Linked DNA regions of Athene noctua: region 1 is linked to region 2. Evidence: chromatin contacts called from public Hi-C data. All regions are on one chromosome and are shown on one strand. The core of a region is the stretch at or near the end of the contact, and the rest is flanking DNA. Distances in the headings are between cores, read along the strand shown.

What was found. A called contact is a pair of places that touch in the nucleus more often than the background predicts.
Region 1: a Hi-C map of liver shows a contact between it and region 2, with 3 times the contacts expected there. The contact joins the promoter of CDH15 here to the promoter of APRT in region 2. A contact is called at or near these places in 2 of 2 Hi-C or Micro-C datasets (heart and liver).

The regions. Positions count from the first base shown.
Region 1 is chr9:26,124,395-26,132,176 of bAthNoc1.hap1.1, reverse strand. CDH15 (cadherin 15) reads right to left here and starts at 5,040. Exons shown (of 14, transcript XM_074913291.1): 1 at 4,950-5,040; 2 at 3,173-3,325; 3 at 2,855-3,010; 4 at 2,631-2,775; 5 at 2,388-2,548; 6 at 2,060-2,188; 7 at 1,792-1,977; 8 at 1,456-1,709; 9 at 1,188-1,330; 10 at 881-1,117; 11 at 554-793; 12 at 50-186. The coding sequence starts at 5,000.
Region 2 is chr9:25,935,785-25,943,338 of bAthNoc1.hap1.1, reverse strand. APRT (adenine phosphoribosyltransferase) reads left to right here and starts at 4,214. Exons shown (of 5, transcript XM_074913000.1): 1 at 4,214-4,299; 2 at 4,456-4,559; 3 at 5,372-5,505; 4 at 6,329-6,407; 5 at 6,543-7,554. The coding sequence starts at 4,220. The coding sequence ends at 6,685. It overlaps GALNS (galactosamine (N-acetyl)-6-sulfatase), which reads left to right. Exons shown (of 15, transcript XR_012634182.1): 15 at 2,037-2,136.

The DNA.
Region 1 (7,782 bases), core at 3,791-6,290, 190 kb before region 2:
CACCCCCCCCCCAATCCCGTGAGCTCCATGGCCTGTGTGTCCCGCTGACCTGGTCCTCCTCGCCCCCGCCCTGCTCGTCGTAGTTGAGGATGTTGTCCCGCATGTCGTCCCCCGAGCGCTGCAGCAGCCCCTTGCGCAGAGCCCGCCGGCGCCCCCGCGCCCGGGCAGCCCCCAGCCCCGCCAGCACTGCAGGCACAGGGCGGGTGGGCACGGGGAGGGGGGGGACACCGGCGGCGGGGGGGGACGCGGGGGTGCTGGTTGGGTTGGGATGCAGTTGGTGGGGCTGGGAGAGAGGGATGGGGGGGCGGGATGGGCGATGAGGGGACTGGGGGCGCTTCGTAGGGGTCAGAAGGGGTTGCTGCGGTGGGGGGGGTCATGGGCAGGGACTGGGTGGGGCAGCCAGGACCAGGATGGGGCAACGGGTGGGTGGGGTCGAGGTGACGGAGGGCGCTGGTGGGGTTCGGGGTGGGCACCCAGGACCAGCACTGGGGGGTGGGGCACGGGGCTGGGGGGCTGGCGGGGGGTGAGGATGCCCGGGGGGGGTCTCACTCACCGAGGAGGAGGATGATGCTGCCAAGGATGATCATCAGGGCCCCGAGGGTGACGCCGGCCCCGGCGGTGGCGGCCGCCAGGACACCGTCCTCGCAGGTCTCGTCCCGCCCGCAGCGGCACACCGAGACGTTCAGCAGCTGCTGCCGCTCCCGGGGGGGGGTCCCCGAATCCCGGAGCAGCAGCGGGAGTGAGTAGGGCCCCTCGGGCAGCTCCACCAGCACGGCCAGGACCGCGTGGGTCACTGCGGGAGGGGGCCGTGGGCAAAGGGTGAGCGGGGACCCCCCCAGCACCCCCCCAAGGCCGCAGCCCCCTCCCTGCCAGCCCTCACCGTTGAAGCGGGTGATGCTCCAGTTGCGGGTGAGCTGGGGGTGCTGGGGGCTGAGCTGGAAGTGGAAGGGGGCACCGTGGGGGGGCCGGTCATCGTCCGTGGCCCCCAGAAGCAGCTTCCCCCCGCGGCCTGGCCGCCCACAGAGCACCCCAGGCGGCGGCTGCAGCAGCGGCGCGTGGTCGTTCACCTCCAGGATCTCGATGGAGAGGGTGCCGGTGGCGGAGAGGGGGGGCTCGGCTGGGGGTGCGGAACGGAGGAGTCAGGGCAGGACGGCGGGAGGGGGGGATAAGGCGGGGGGGATGCTCACCGTCATCGCGGGCGAGGACCAGGGCGATGTACCAGCCGCCCTGCAGGAAGGCGGAGGGGTGCAGCAGCTCCCGCTTGGTGCGGACGGTGCCGGAGCGGGGGTCCAGCTGCAGCCAGCCCGCCGGGTCGTAGAGCAGCGCGTAGCTGTGGGCGCGGGGTGGGGGGGCATGCCGTCACCCCCCAACACCCCCAAAACACCCGTCGCGGGCCGCGAGCGGGAGCCTGGGCACGGCAAAGGGCCGCGGTGGCGGCGGCCTCACGGGACTCACGTGAGGGTCTGGAGCTGGCGGGTGTCGGGGTCGCTGGCGGTGTAGGTGGTGACGGGGGTGCCCGGGGGGGCCCCCTCCAGCACGCTGACCCGCCGCGGGTTCTCGCGGAAGACGGGCGCCTCGTTGACATCCCGCACCTGCACCCGCACGGTGGCCAGCGCCCGGGGGCTGGCGGGGGCCGCGGGCTCCAGCGGCCGCTCGTTCTGCACCGACACCGTCAGCTCGAAGCGGTCCCGCACCTCGTGGTCCAGCGGCTGCGGGAGGGGCCACGGGTCAGCCGAACCACGGGAACCCCCCAACCCCCCCTTCCCCTCTCTCCGGCTGCCCCGCGCCCACCTTGGCCACGGAGATCACCCCGTCGTTGGTGTGGGGGTCGGTGCGGATGGCGAAGGCACCCTCGGGGTCACCCTCCAGGATGGTGAATTTGGCCAACCAGTTGGGCGAGCCGGCCAGGTCCTTGTCGTGCACAAAGACCTTCCCCACGTCCACGCCGGCCGCCTGCTCCTCCACCTCCATGGAGAACTGGGGGGAGAGCGGCGTGGGGCTCGTGTCTGCCCCCCCCTCCAACCCCCGACGTGTCCCCCCACCCCGCCCCGGCCGCTACCTCCTCCTTGGTGAACTCGGGGGGGTTGTCGTTGATGTCGTCCAGGTAGATGACGGCCGTGGCGGTGGTGGTGAGCCCGTCCCCGGACATGTCGGCTGCCTGCACTGTCAGGTTGTACACCCCCACGGCCTGCAGGGAAGGAGGGGGGGGTGCTGAGCCCCTTCAGCCCCCCAGGAGAGCCCAGAGCTCCCCCAGCTCTGCCCACCCACCCTCTCCCCACGCCTGCGCCTGCTCGTGGCTGGAGCTGTGATTTTGCCGGGGGGGTCTTTAGCTGCCCCCAGTCCCGGTGCCACCCCGGTGTGTGTGTCCCCCCCTCCACGCCCGCTACCTCTCGGTCAAGGCCGGGCCGCGCGGTGCAGATCTCGCCGGTGGTCGCGTTGATGCTGAACATGCCGGCAGGGCCCTGCTCCAGGATGGAATACCGCAGCGCCGCGTTGTCCGTCTCGGGGTCGTCGGCGTCGCTGGCGTCCGCCGTCATCACGCAGGTCCCTGCGGCCGCAGTGGGTGCTGCCGTGGGGGGGGCTGGCTCCCCCCTAACCCCCCCCGGCCCTGGTGTCCCGGCCGGACTCACCTGGCTCGGCCCCCTCCACCACGCGCCCCGTGAACACGTCCTGCCGGAACAGCGGCCGGTTGTCGTTCTGGTCCACCACGATGATCTCCAGGTCGGTGGGATCCTCCAGCGTCGTCCCCCCCAGGTCCAGCGCAAAGGCCTTCAGCTGCGGGCGCAGAGCGGGGGGGTTGGGGGTCCCTGGGGGGGCCGTGGAGGGGGCTTGGCCAGGGGAGCAGCGTCCTTACCCGGAAGCGGTCGGTCTCCTCCCGGTCCAGCATGGCGTTGAGGAAGACTTTCCCGCTGAATTTGTCGATGGAGAAGATGCCCAGGGGCTCCTCGTCCACCCCCGGCCCCTTGATGCTGTAGATCACCCCCCCGGGCTGTTGCTTGTCCGACTTGATCTACCCCAGGGAAAGCAGGGCTGGCGGTCCCGGGGCTGGGGGGGGGTCTGTCCCCTGCCTGGGGTCCCCCTCTGACCCCCCCTAAGCCATGTCCCCCCTCCTGGGGCGCCCCCAGGTAATCCCCCTGCCCCAGAGGGGATGTGGGGGGGGGTCCCTGCCTACCTGCACCAGGAGGTGGGGGATGCGCTTGTGGTTCTCCGAGATGCTGATGGGGGGGATCACCCAGGCCCTCTTCACCCGCCGCAGCCCCTCGTGCTGGCGCCAGGTCTGGGGGCTCCCTGGGGCCGCGGCACCCGGCTGGGCTGGGCTGGCACCCTGGGGGGGGCACACGGTGCTGCTGGTGACCCCCAAACCCCCCGAGTGGGAGGGGGACAAGGGCAGGGCTTTTCTCCTGGGATGGGTGGATGGGGCTGGGGTGCACAGGGCTGGGGTACAGGGTGCTGGGGTGCACGGTGCTGGCCCCCCCCCAATGGGGTTGGGTTTGGGGGAGCAGAGAGGGCACCCAGTTCTCCTCCAGCGCTTGGTGGCTGTCCCCTGAGCCCCTGGTGTGATGGTGACGGGTGTCTCGGGGGGAAGGAGTACCCCACAAATGACCCCGGGGGTTCCACCCCGGGCTGTGCTCCATGGGACCCCCCCCCGTGGGGATGAAGGGGTTACCCTGGGCTGGCCCCAGCCCACCTCGGTTGTCACTGTCACCTCATGGAGGTGGCAGCGGGGGCGGAAGGGTCAGGGATCGGGTTAGGCCCAGCTGGGGCACAGAACTGGGGTGCTGGGGGGGCACAAGGAGCTGGGGGGGGATTAGGAATCGAGACTGGGGGAGCAGGAGTTATGGGGGGGCTGCAAGGGTGGTCAGAGAGCTGTGGGGGCTTGGATGTGTTTAGGGGCCATGAGGGACTGGGTGGGGGGGTCAGGGAATTGGGGGGGTGACATGGGGGTCTGGAGCTGTGGGGAGCAAGCGTGAGGGGTGGGAGATGGGGGTTGGGAGGGGCAGGGAGCTGTGAATGGCCCCCCCAGTTCCATGCTACATCCATCAGGGCTCCCCCTTGTCCTGGGCCCCGGGGACATGCGCTCCCCCCGGGGAGGGGGGGCATCTGGGCAGAACCGGGCCTTGCACCCACCCTGGTTACATCGCTGGGGGTGCTCTGGGGTGCTCTGGGGTGCCGCAGGTCCTGGCATGAGCGCCCTGCCCAGTGTGGGGGAGCAGGGCCGCGGGGATGGCTGTGCTGGGGGTCCCTGGGGGGCTGTGCAGGGCAGGGGGGGCCCCAGGGGATGGGCAGGACAAGGGGCTGGTTTGGAGACGGACGGGAGCTGCCCCGCGGCCGCCAGCTGTCCCCCTGCCCCCCCCCAAGGAGAGACCCCCCCCTTCCCTAGGGAGGAGCTGGGGGTCCCGATGGGGGCCCTGCTGCTGGCGGGGGGGCTGCCCTGAGCACCCGGCCATGGGGGTGCAGGCCAGAACCCCAACGGCTCCGTGGGGGTCAGGCCCGAGACTGCGGTGAGGGGCTCCGGGGGGGCCACACACGGACAGAGGGGTGGGGGGGTGTGTGGGGGTGTGTCTGGGCCCACAGCTGGGTGTGAAAAGCCACACCAGGGTGTCTCTGAGCACCTAACCCCCCCAAATCCCGTCTCCCCGCTTCACAAACGCAGGCAGCGTGCCGGAGCCGCAGGCCCCCCCCTGCCGCCGCCATCTGTGGGGTGGGAAATGCCTCAAGAGGGGCACCCAGCCCCCCCAGCCCCAGCCCCAGCCCCGCTGCCCCCAGGGACGTGTCTCCGCGGGCTTTGGGGTCCGGCCGCCCCCCCAGCCCCGTGTCCGCGCTCCCCATCCCTGCGGGCCCTCTCAGGGCACGGAGCTGGGAGGGGGGGCACACGACACCCCTTCCCTATCGCCTTCCCCCCCCATCGCCATCCCTCCCGCCCCCCCGGGTGTCCCCGCACCCCTTACCCGCGCGCAGAGCGGGGCGAGCAGGCAGGCGAGGAGAAGCGGGGGGCCCATGGCGGAGCGGGGCGCAGTCCGGCCGCCAGCCCCGAGCCGCTCGCCGGTCCCGAGCTAAAATAACCGCGGGGCTGGCTGAGTGACGGCACATGTGCTGCCGAGCGGGCCGGGCCCCCCCCCGGCCGGGCAGCTGTCCCCCCCGCCCCCCCGGGCGGCAGCCTGCACCCCCTGCCCGGCGGGGGCCCGGCGGGGCGGGCGGCGGGGGGATGGAGGGGGGGTGTGGGAGGCTCGGGGGGGTGAGGAGGGACGCAGAGGGGGGTGGGGGGGGTCCCCGCTGCCCGGGCTGGGGGCCGGGGGTGCGCAGCCCTCGGGCAGGGCGGGAACGCGGCAGCTGTCGCCGGGCGCGTCCCGGGGATGCCGCGACGGGGCGGGCGGGAGGGAGAGACCCGGCCCCGCTGCCCCCGCCACGGCGGCACCGGCACCGGGACAGGGACCGGCACGGGTGCTGCCCGCCCCGCTCCGCCGCGCCCCCCCGTCGAGGCGAGGCCTCCCCGGGACCCCCGGCCGCGCCCGGGGCCGGGGCCGCTGCGGGCTGGGGGGGGCGGCAGCGTCCCGCCGCCTCCCGGTCCCGGCGGGTTCCCACGGGGCGGAGCGGCCCGGGGCGGCTCCCGGAGGCCCGGTGCTGCCCCCGACCCCCGGGGCCGGGCCCGGTGCTGCCCCCGACCCCCGTTGCCGATCCTGGTGCTGCCCCCGACCCCCGGGGTCGGTCCCGGTACTGCCCCCGATCCCCGTTGCCGGTCCCGGTGCTGACCCCCACCCCTGTTGCCGGTCCCGGTGCTGCCCCCGACCCCCGTTGCGGATCCCGGCGGCTCCTCGGCGCCGCGGCACCAGGTGGCAGCATCGTCCCGGCCACCGGCCCCGACACCGTCAGTCCCGGTGCCCCCCGGTACCGCAGCGGGGAGCACCCTCCGCTCCTCGAAGCCGAGTGCCGGGGGGTCCCGACTGCAGCAGGGCCGGGGAGCCGCCCCCGGGGACACCCCTCGCCCTCCCGGAGACCCAAACCTTGGGCCTGGCAAGGGAACGTGCCATGTGTCAGTGACACTGGTGGCATCCCCATGTCCCCGCGGGCCCCCCCGCCCGGCCAGCGCCGCTCCCCTTCTTGGCAGTAAGTGGCCCCGGTGCCCCCGCCCCGGGTGTGGGGCATCGTCTGGAGCGGGGGGCTGAGACGGGGCGTAGGGCACGAGGCAAAGGGCCGCAGGACGTGGGATGCAGGATGTCATCTGTCTGTCCCCAGAAGCTGAGCGGTGGTGACAGGGCTGTTGGTGTCCCCAGGGACGGTGGGAGGGGACATGGAACCGGCCGTGAGCGTCGGCACCAACTGGGCCCTGGCGTGGCAGAGGCGCTGGCTTGGCCGTCCGTCTGTCCCGTCCCGTCCATCTGTCCCATCCCATCCGACTGTCCCATCCCGTCCGACTGTCCCATCCCATCCGACTGTCCCATCCCGTCCGACTGTCCCATCCCATCCATCCGCCCTGCTCGCCCTGTCACCCTGCATCAATGTCACAGCGAGGGGCCGCGGCGGCGGCGCTGGCCCGGGGGTCCCGGCAGCTGCCCCTCGCCCTCGCGCGCCGTGGCAGGGGGTACCCAGCAGATGTTCCCTGCCACCGGCACGGCAGCGGGGGGGTGCGGGGGGAGGCAGACGTGATGGGCTCTGACAAGGTGCCAGGCCCAGCTCACAGTGCCGGTGCTGCCAGCGTGGCTGGTGGTGCCCGTGGCATGGCCCTGGCCACAGGACCCCCCCCCACCCCCCCCAACCCCTGCCCCTGCACCCCCTGCCCCTCTCCCCCTGCAAACCGGGGCTCCCACTGGGGTGCAGGGATTTGGGACCCCACAGGTGCTGGGTCCGAATGGCGCCAGCCCAGTCCTACACCCCCCAGTGCTATGCCAAGTCGGAGAAGGGGTCACCCTGTTCTGGAGGGGCAGGTCCCCATCCTGCCCGCTGACACTCTCGGATCCACCCGGTGCAAGAGCTCCAGGTGTTGGGGGGTGGTTGTGCCCCCACCGCGGGTGCTGGGACCAGTCACGTCCCTACTGTGGGTGCAGTGGGACTACCTGTGACCCCAGCGCAGGTACTGGGGGGGTCTGGGCAGTGTCCTGTCCCCGCCACACCCAGCGATGGGGACAGCGAGCAGCCGGGAGCGACCAGCGAGGTGTCAAACGCCGGCACAGCAGCCGCGAAGCCACTGGAGCTTTGGCTTTTATACGGCAATAAAAGATAACGTCAGCTCTAAAGTGCGAGAGCAGGTCCCAGTGTGCCGAGCCCAGGCCAGGCCCGAGCTGCTGGGAGCACTGGGAAGGGGGCACGGGGGTGTGGGCAGGTCCCAGCTCACTGGGGACATCCCAGCGTGGTGATACCGAGCTCAGGTGGCAGGGCTGGGCTGGGATGTGGGCAGGAGGACGCTGCCGGACGGCGTTACGGCCAAAAGATGCTACTTGGTGGTGGTGGTGGTGTTTTGTTAATGGTTTTATTGCCAGGCCAAGCCTGGCAGGCCTTAATGAAGGAGATTGATGGCTTAATAGCCTGGAGCCATTATGGGGTAATTGAATGGTTGTGTACATATGATCAGGCCGTCAGTGCAGACGTGGCTCGCAAGCGAAGCGCCTGGAGTGGTGGGGGACACACACAGACCCCCCCCGTGCCCCCGATGTATGCAGCGTGGGGGGAGCAGAGCCCACAGCCTTGGGGACCCCCGTCCATCCCCCAGGGCCAGGCTGCGGTGGTGTCCTGGGGCTGCAGCCGGCGGTGAGGGGACGGAGCGGGTCTCATGGTGGCACCAGGTCA
Region 2 (7,554 bases), core at 2,965-5,464:
TCTCGGTACCTGCCGAGTCGAGCCTGTCCCAAACGTGCTGGGCAGCTTCCAGAAGCCTCCTGGTTTCACCTCAAGCAAAGCAGACGAGATGAAGGTCTCCTGAAAGTTGGACAATACTCTTTTTTTTTTTTTTTTTTTTCCCACGGGAGGACATCTTTGCGGTGACCGCGTGAAATAATTTCAGCGGCTGCAGAAAGACCTTTGGAAGGTGAGAGCGGTTTGACTGGGGTTTGTGGAGGGAAGCAGTGCTGGGAGATGCTTCGTTGGCTGCAGGGTTGCCAGCAGCCTCTTCAGCACAGCTGGGTGAGAAATCTCTCCCCGGGAGTCTTGCTGTTGTCCTCAGCACTGGGAAACTTTACAAACTACATGCATGTTTACTCTCCAAAAGCTACTCTTGAGTACTTGTTCAGTATCCAAATAACTGTTTTGCAGTTAGAGTGGCTTGTTTGTCATTTCTCTTAACAGTTATAGTACTTGGAAATAGACTTCTACTTTTGTTTCTTGACAGTATTTGATGTGAGTCTTTCATATGTTATCAGAAAGCAACACGGCGGTGCCTCTTGAATTAAACTTTTTAAAGAACAGTTGTAAGGAAAAAACTGAAATCTCATTTTAGGTTCTTTTTTTCCTTTGGAAACTGCCTATTTTAAACACTGAGAAAAGACTCCATTTGCCTGTTTTCTTTATATCCTCTTCCACCGTTTCGTTGTTGCCCAAAGTCTAGTTCAGATTATATAAATCCGAAATAAAGGTGGAACCTCAGCCAAAAGCCTGTGGTCTCTTAGGAGCATAAAAAAGCCTCTGCCATCCAGCTTCTCGAGAGAGCCAGTCTGGCAGCTGGCGTGTGATTCTCTGTGCCTTTGTCCCTCCTGGAGTCACTTAATACACTTCTGGGCGTTATGTAGGTTGGTAGCACGATTCCCATCTGAATGGGCTAGGGGCCGAAAAGCCCATCGGCCTGTTTGCCAGCAGCGAGGAATGTGTGCCAAATCCATTAGTTCTGGATCAGACTCAAAATCCCCTCCTGGCTCGGCCAGGCTGGCCAGAGGAGGGAGAGGGGGGTTGTGTCTTCTCCAAGGGCCTCATCCAGCTTGGTGCCACGGGCAGGAGGTGCTGGGCTCGAGCAAACAAGGATGCTGTGGAAGGGCAGAGCTGGGTCACGGTGCTTTCACCTCTTTTAGGGGGTGACAAAGCTAGTGCGTTACTCGGTACAGACACTTCGGTCCCGAGCCCAGGGAGCTGGCTGGGGAACTGCATTCTTCTGCTGTTGAAATAAGATATTTCAAATTTGGTTTCTTTTATTTTTTTAAAAAAAAAAAAAAAGGGTTTAAAGTGCATGCGTTTCTAAAGCTGAAATTGAAACGAAACGTTCCAGCAGATTTGAAAGGAAATTTTAGTTCTTATTTCCCCTTGTGGGGTGTGTTGAAATTTTGGGTGTTTTGTTCCACTTCACACTGAGGTTTTAAAATCCTTAACAGAACAGAAACTTCCATACCCAACACAGCTCTTCCAATTGCCTGGTTAAGCTGATTAGAGTTAGCTCTTAAGCTTTTATCCCCCCAGTTTCCATGTCCACCAGCTAGTAACACCTCTCGTATCAGGATCTCAAAGCACTTTTAAATCACCGATCACCTCTGTGTCCAAAAGAGAGGCAAAGCCCTAAACAGCCCAAAACCTCTTGGAGCCACAAGCGGATGTCAAGACACCTCCCAGGTGATATTCCAGAGCTGAAATCCTTTGACATCACATTTGGAAATTGGTCCTAGGAAAGTTCTTTTCAGATGGAAATTACAGTAGGAGTCAGCACTGTTGTTTGAAAGGTTGAACAATTGCAGGGAAAATTAATGTGGATGTTAAAAACCAGTCTGTACTGGTAGGTGCGATTCATATCCTTTGAAATGGAGGATTAATGAGGTGAAGTTCTGACAGATCTGAGAAATGTTGGTTTTTAAACCTGAGCTGGCACGTGGCATAATTTTTGGCAGCTGAATCACTGGAAGTCCGATTTGGAGTAACCTTTATGCTCTTCCTGGCAGAGCTGACGGTGTCTGTGAGGCCTGATCCTGCACCAGAGCCGGAGAGATCCCCCCAGCTGGACACGAAGGGGCCAGTGGGAGCCCTCGGCAACTCATCCTGGTGAGAGCTGCTGGTTTGCCCGGGGTGGGCTGGCACGAGGGGCCTGGGAACCTCGTGGTGTTTTCTGCTAGTAACAGTGGTGATGTGTAGGAGGGTCACGAACACAAGAAAAGTGTGATGAGACCCCAGCTTACAGCTCCTCCGTGAGAGGCAGAAAGCAGGCTGCGGAAGAGCCCTTGCCCAGCTCCTGCTTATTTCCATGGGTAGGCAGATAAATTCCATCCCTTCCATCCGCCAGGAAGAAGAGGAGTTGCTGGAATAGCTCGCTGTCCGGTGACGTGGTTGGTGAAGTTACAGGAGAAACCCTTCCAGCTCATCCGAGGGAGAGAGGGTGTTGCAAAGCCCCTGTTCCAGTGGAAGGGGATGTTTGCTTCGCTGGAACAGCTGCTAGAGAGGATTTTTCTGGTGCCAAAGAGATAATCTGACCTCAGGGAAAATCTTAGTCTGTAAGGGAATGGTTGTGAAAGGAGGCAGGCTGACCTTGTCTCTGGCAACAGGGAGTGTAACAAGAAAGGGAGCAACCTTTGCACTGGCCTTCAGCTTGTCTCCCTCCGCACCTCAGGCCTCTGGTACACACCTGTCTTGCTGTCCGTAGATAAAATTGGGAAGAAAATAGAGCGGTGGAGGATTCAGTGTGCAGCAAATGATTCCCAAGGGTTTGCCCTGAGCGCTGGGAACCGCTCAGCGACACAGGACGTGTCGGCTGCAGGGCTGAGGGTGGAAGCGGGTCCCTCGCGAGCCGTGCTGTGCCTGTGAGCCCCCCACAGCGCAGCTGGAGAGGAGACAACCAGCTTTCCCCTCCTGTCAGCTGCTCCTCCTGTGCCAGAGCCGCTTCTGGGAGCTGGCAGGACCCACAGGGCTGGTGGGAGCGACTGGTCCAACAAGAGTAGGAGGAAGCAGCTCTGCGTTTGCTACCAGAGCACCCAACCCATGGAGGGGGCCACATCACAGCCCTGCAAAATCCCTGGCTAGCTGCTGGCACACTGTCACACACCGCCACACGCTGTCACACGCCTTGAGGACAGGCCCCAACGCCTGGCCCAGGGGTGCTGAGCTTGAAGCTGTTCCTGTCACGGCCTTTCACAGCCAGCACCGAGCTCAGCCGGGGGCGTTGCACGCTCGAACCTTCCGGATCACATCCAGATCCTGTTTGCTAGGGGCAGAGGAGATCTGTACTCATTCAGCACTACATCTCCTGCCCACAGCGGATTTTGGGTGGACAAACGGCTGTTTGCCCATCCGGAGGTGGGAGATAAGAGCTGTGTGAGTGCCCTGACCTGCCACACAAACCAGTGACACCAGTATCAGCTGAGCTGGCGGTCTGGGAGCAAGGGCGCTCGGACCGGCTGGGTTATCATCCAAACCAAGGGCTTTGACAAACACAGAATGCCATTCCAGGGGTTCACAAGAGGTGAGGAGGGACAGAAAAGCGGGAAATAATTTAGCCCTACCACGCTTGCTGTCTGCGTGAGGCGCAGGGCAGGGGTGAAGAGAGGTGGAAGTGTAACCCCCAGGCACGGCACCCCTTTTCCCAAGCTGGCTGGAGCAAGGCGGGGACCCAGGGCTCTGTGCAGGGGGGCTGATATGGCCCCATATGCTGCAGGTACCAGAGCACCCTTCAGAGGGGAAACTGGGGTACTGGGGCTCCCTGCTTTGAGGGAGTGGGGTGCTGCATGCTGGGGATACCTGGGCAGGGGGGCAGAGCTCCCTGCTCCAGGCTAGCAGGGCTAGCACTGGGGGGGTCGGGGCTCTGTGTGTTGGGGTACCCCAGCTCTGTGCACCCAGGGGACTGGGGCTCCGTACCCCGGGGTGCCAGAGCTCCATGCCCGGGGGTTCGAGGCTCAGGGGTACCGGGGCTCACTGCACTGGGGCTCCGGGGTACCAGAGCTCCGTGCACAGGGGATTGGGGTTCCGTTCCCCGGGCTACCAGCGCTCCCCGCCCCGGGGGGGACGGATGCTCCGAGCCGCGGGGCACCGGGCGGGGCGGGCGGGCAGCACCCGGCGCAGGCTGTCCCGGAGGCGGCGCCGGGCCCCCCCGCGCCCCGCCCGGTGCCGCGCGGCGGCTGCGCAGAGCGGGGCCGCCATGACCGAGGAACGGCTGCGGCGGGTCCGCGACCGGGTGCGGCCCTTCCGTGACTTCCCGGTGCCCGGTGTGCTGTTCCGGTGCGGGCGGGGCTGGAGAGCCGGGGGGGGGGGGCTCCCCGCTGCCCATCCTGCCTGCTCCGGGCAGGACCCGCATCCCCCGGGGGCTTGGAAGCCCGGTGGGGAGCCAGCCCAGCCCCGGAGGTAGCCAACTGCTCGCTCTCTCTCTTTTTACAGCGATATCAGCCCCTTGCTGAAGGATCCCGCAGCTTTCCGGGCTTTGATCGATCTTCTGGAAGATCATTTGAGAGCATCTTTCCCCCAAATCGACTTCATTGCAGGTGAGTGTTGGTTGAAACATCTCAGAGGCCGGCGCAGAGCACCGTGACCGGGCGGGAACGTGGGGAGACAGCTGAACTCTGCACCCCCTGGACACTGCAGCAGTCACCCAGATGCTGGCCTCTGTCGTGGCGTGAGGCCAGGACAGGTTATACCCCCACCCTGCTCCGGTGCTTCCCAGAACTCCTGCCTTTAGATGTGGCAGGCGCCGTCTGATTGATGCTTCAGTGCCAATTCTGTAATTCATTGCTTTCAGCGTTAAAAAAAGAGGAATGACAAGAAGCCTGCCCTGCCCGTAAGGTCTCACACCGTCCCCACGGCAGGCAGACCCTGTTCTAGCATGTTTTCCTTCTTGGGGGGCACCTTTTCAAGCCAACAGAAACAGCCTTTGTGGTGAGAACACGTTAGGAAGGCAGCGCTTGGGCTGGGCCCAAAGTTCAAGGAGTCCAGACCAAACCTAGGCCAAGGCCTTCATGATAACTGAAGTGTGTTCCCCCCGTGGTACAAAGTCCCTGGTTGTGTGGCCGAGCTGATACGGGGCTTTGCTGAGCTTATCTCTAAGAAGGAGAGCTGGAGGGGAGGTAAAACGGGCGGGGGGGGGATCGCTGCGGTGCCCCGACACCCACCGGCCGCTCCTCTGGGCGAGCGCAGGCCCTGCTGAGCGTGGTCTGTGTTTTCAACCCACAAAAACAACTCTAAGAGCAAATTGCTTCTAGAAACACCCCCCCTCCCTGAACACGGGAGGGTGATGAACCTGGGGTACAGTTCAGAGACACCCCCGGGCTGAGTATTTGTGCTGCTCTGCTCCCCCCAGGCCTGGACTCACGTGGCTTCCTCATCGGCCCCCCCCTGGCTCAGAGACTGGGGGTCGGCTTCGTGCCGATCCGGAAGAAGGGGAAACTCCCCGGTCCCACCGAGTCTGTCTCCTACTCCCTTGAGTATGGCAAGGTAACGCCCAGGGAGGGGAAGAGGTTTTCCAGCCTGGTTGAGGCAGGGCTGGGGGGTGTCAGTGAGGGGACGGGGTGATAAAACCAGCGCGGGGGGTTCCCCAAGCTGGCTGTCACAGCCAGTGCTGATGCCAGGGGCTGTGATTTTGGTTGGGGGTGGTGGGGGGGAGTGGGGATGATAAGGTTTGGTGCTAAATTGCTTTCTTTGGCTTGAATTCAGGGGCATGAACACGGAGTGTGTTTCCCACTCTTCCAGTAAGTGCGATAAGTAACTGCCTCTATTGCATGGCTCCAAACCGGGGCGCTCGCCCCGTAACACCGCGGCCTCTCCGGTCAAAGAGCGGAGGCGTGAGCCCAGTAACATGCTACCTCTGGTGACTAACAGCAGCAGAAACACCAAACCTAGGCAATATTTCTGAGGGTTGTTTGGGCCAACCCCTGCATGGGACAAGTTCATCTGACAAAGGATGTGCCTGTGCCGTTTGGAGGTGGCTTGGCGGTGCTGTCACAGCAGAGCGCTCCAGCCCAGCGCGTTACAGGAAATTTTCCCCCCTGGAAAATTGCTTTGGGATAAGGTTTCACGATGGGACTGTAACTCATTTGATGAATGTTCAGGATCTTGACGTGCCAGAGGGTTGGCCCAACAATCACCTAACCCGCTCTGTATTTCCGTGGCACTCCCTGTAGCTGGAGGATGTGTTTCGGGGGTTTTTAGGGGCTGATCTCGCTGAAGAGTTGTCTGCATTCCACCCTGCGTTAGCAGCTTGTGAAGTGTTCCTCTGTCAGGCAAAGGCTAAAGTGAAGCTGCTCTTTCCACCCTGCAGGCTGAACTTGAAATCCAGAGTGATGCCGTGGAACCAGGACAAAAAGTCGTTATTGTAGACGACTTGCTTGCCACTGGAGGTGAGAGGAGCAGGCGGCCTTAAAGCACGTGTCACGCACGTACGCGTGCGTCGGGAGCAGCTCTGGGGTTTGAAGCGTAACCTCGGCGCTGCTCCTGGGGTGATGATGGTTCTGCTCCCCCTCGGTGTTGTGCAGGTACCATGTGTGCAGCCTGTGAGCTGATGAAGAGGCTGAAGGCTGAAGTCCTGGAGTGCCTGGTGATCATAGAGTTAAAACTCCTGAAAGGGTCAGAAAAGCTCAAGTCTGTCCCTTTCTACTCTCTGCTGCAGTATGACTGAGGAGGAGCCGGGAGAAGGGAACACGCACCCTGAGTTTGGGGCTTTAATCAGTGACTCTTGCTGTCATGAGGGGGTGGGCAGGGGGGGAGAACCTACAATTTTGATCCTGGCCAGATGCTATACAATCCTAAATCCTATTTGTTTTCCAAGCCACAGATTAAGGTGTGTTAAGCGTAAGGATTCTTTTCAGAGTTCATCCTTTTGGAAAGAAGAAACAGCCTGATTGCTTTGGGGGGGATAGAGACCAAGATACAGCTTCACTGAATTTTTTTTTTTTTTTTTTTTTTTAAGAGACCAAAGTGAAAATAGTGCCTCTGAGGCAGGAGAGGTCCAATAGTTCAGGGGGCCCAGAATTCCCTTTCAGGAACCCGCTAAAAGTTTGCCAAAGAAACATAAAAGATGGGCAAAAAAGGATTATTTGTCAAAGGGATAAATCCCTCAGTATTTGACCTCAGAGGAAGGTCTGGTTGCTCTCTGCTGTCACTCACACTGGAATAGGTTGCTTTTACATTAAGGTAGTGCTTGGTAAGGAGATTTAAGTGCGTGCCCAGACCTGTGTCCTGAAATCTAGAGGCAGCTGCTGCCTGCACAAGGGAGGTTGCTGGTGTAGATGAGCTCAGGCAGGGTGTCAGCTTGCAGCTTGGCTCATGGTCTCCTTTCCTCGCGACCGTGGGAAGCTGCGGGTCCCTTGTAGGAAGGTGTCTGCCTTCCCTTGCTCCGGGGTGCTCCTTAGCAGGGAATTTCACAAAACTCAGAGCAATCTACATCATGAGAAGTAGCGCAGAGGTGGGCTCCAGGCAGGAAGAAGGGGACCGAGCACATGCTCAGGGCTGTTTGCCTGCCTTCTGCCCAGCAGCGCTGGCACCTAC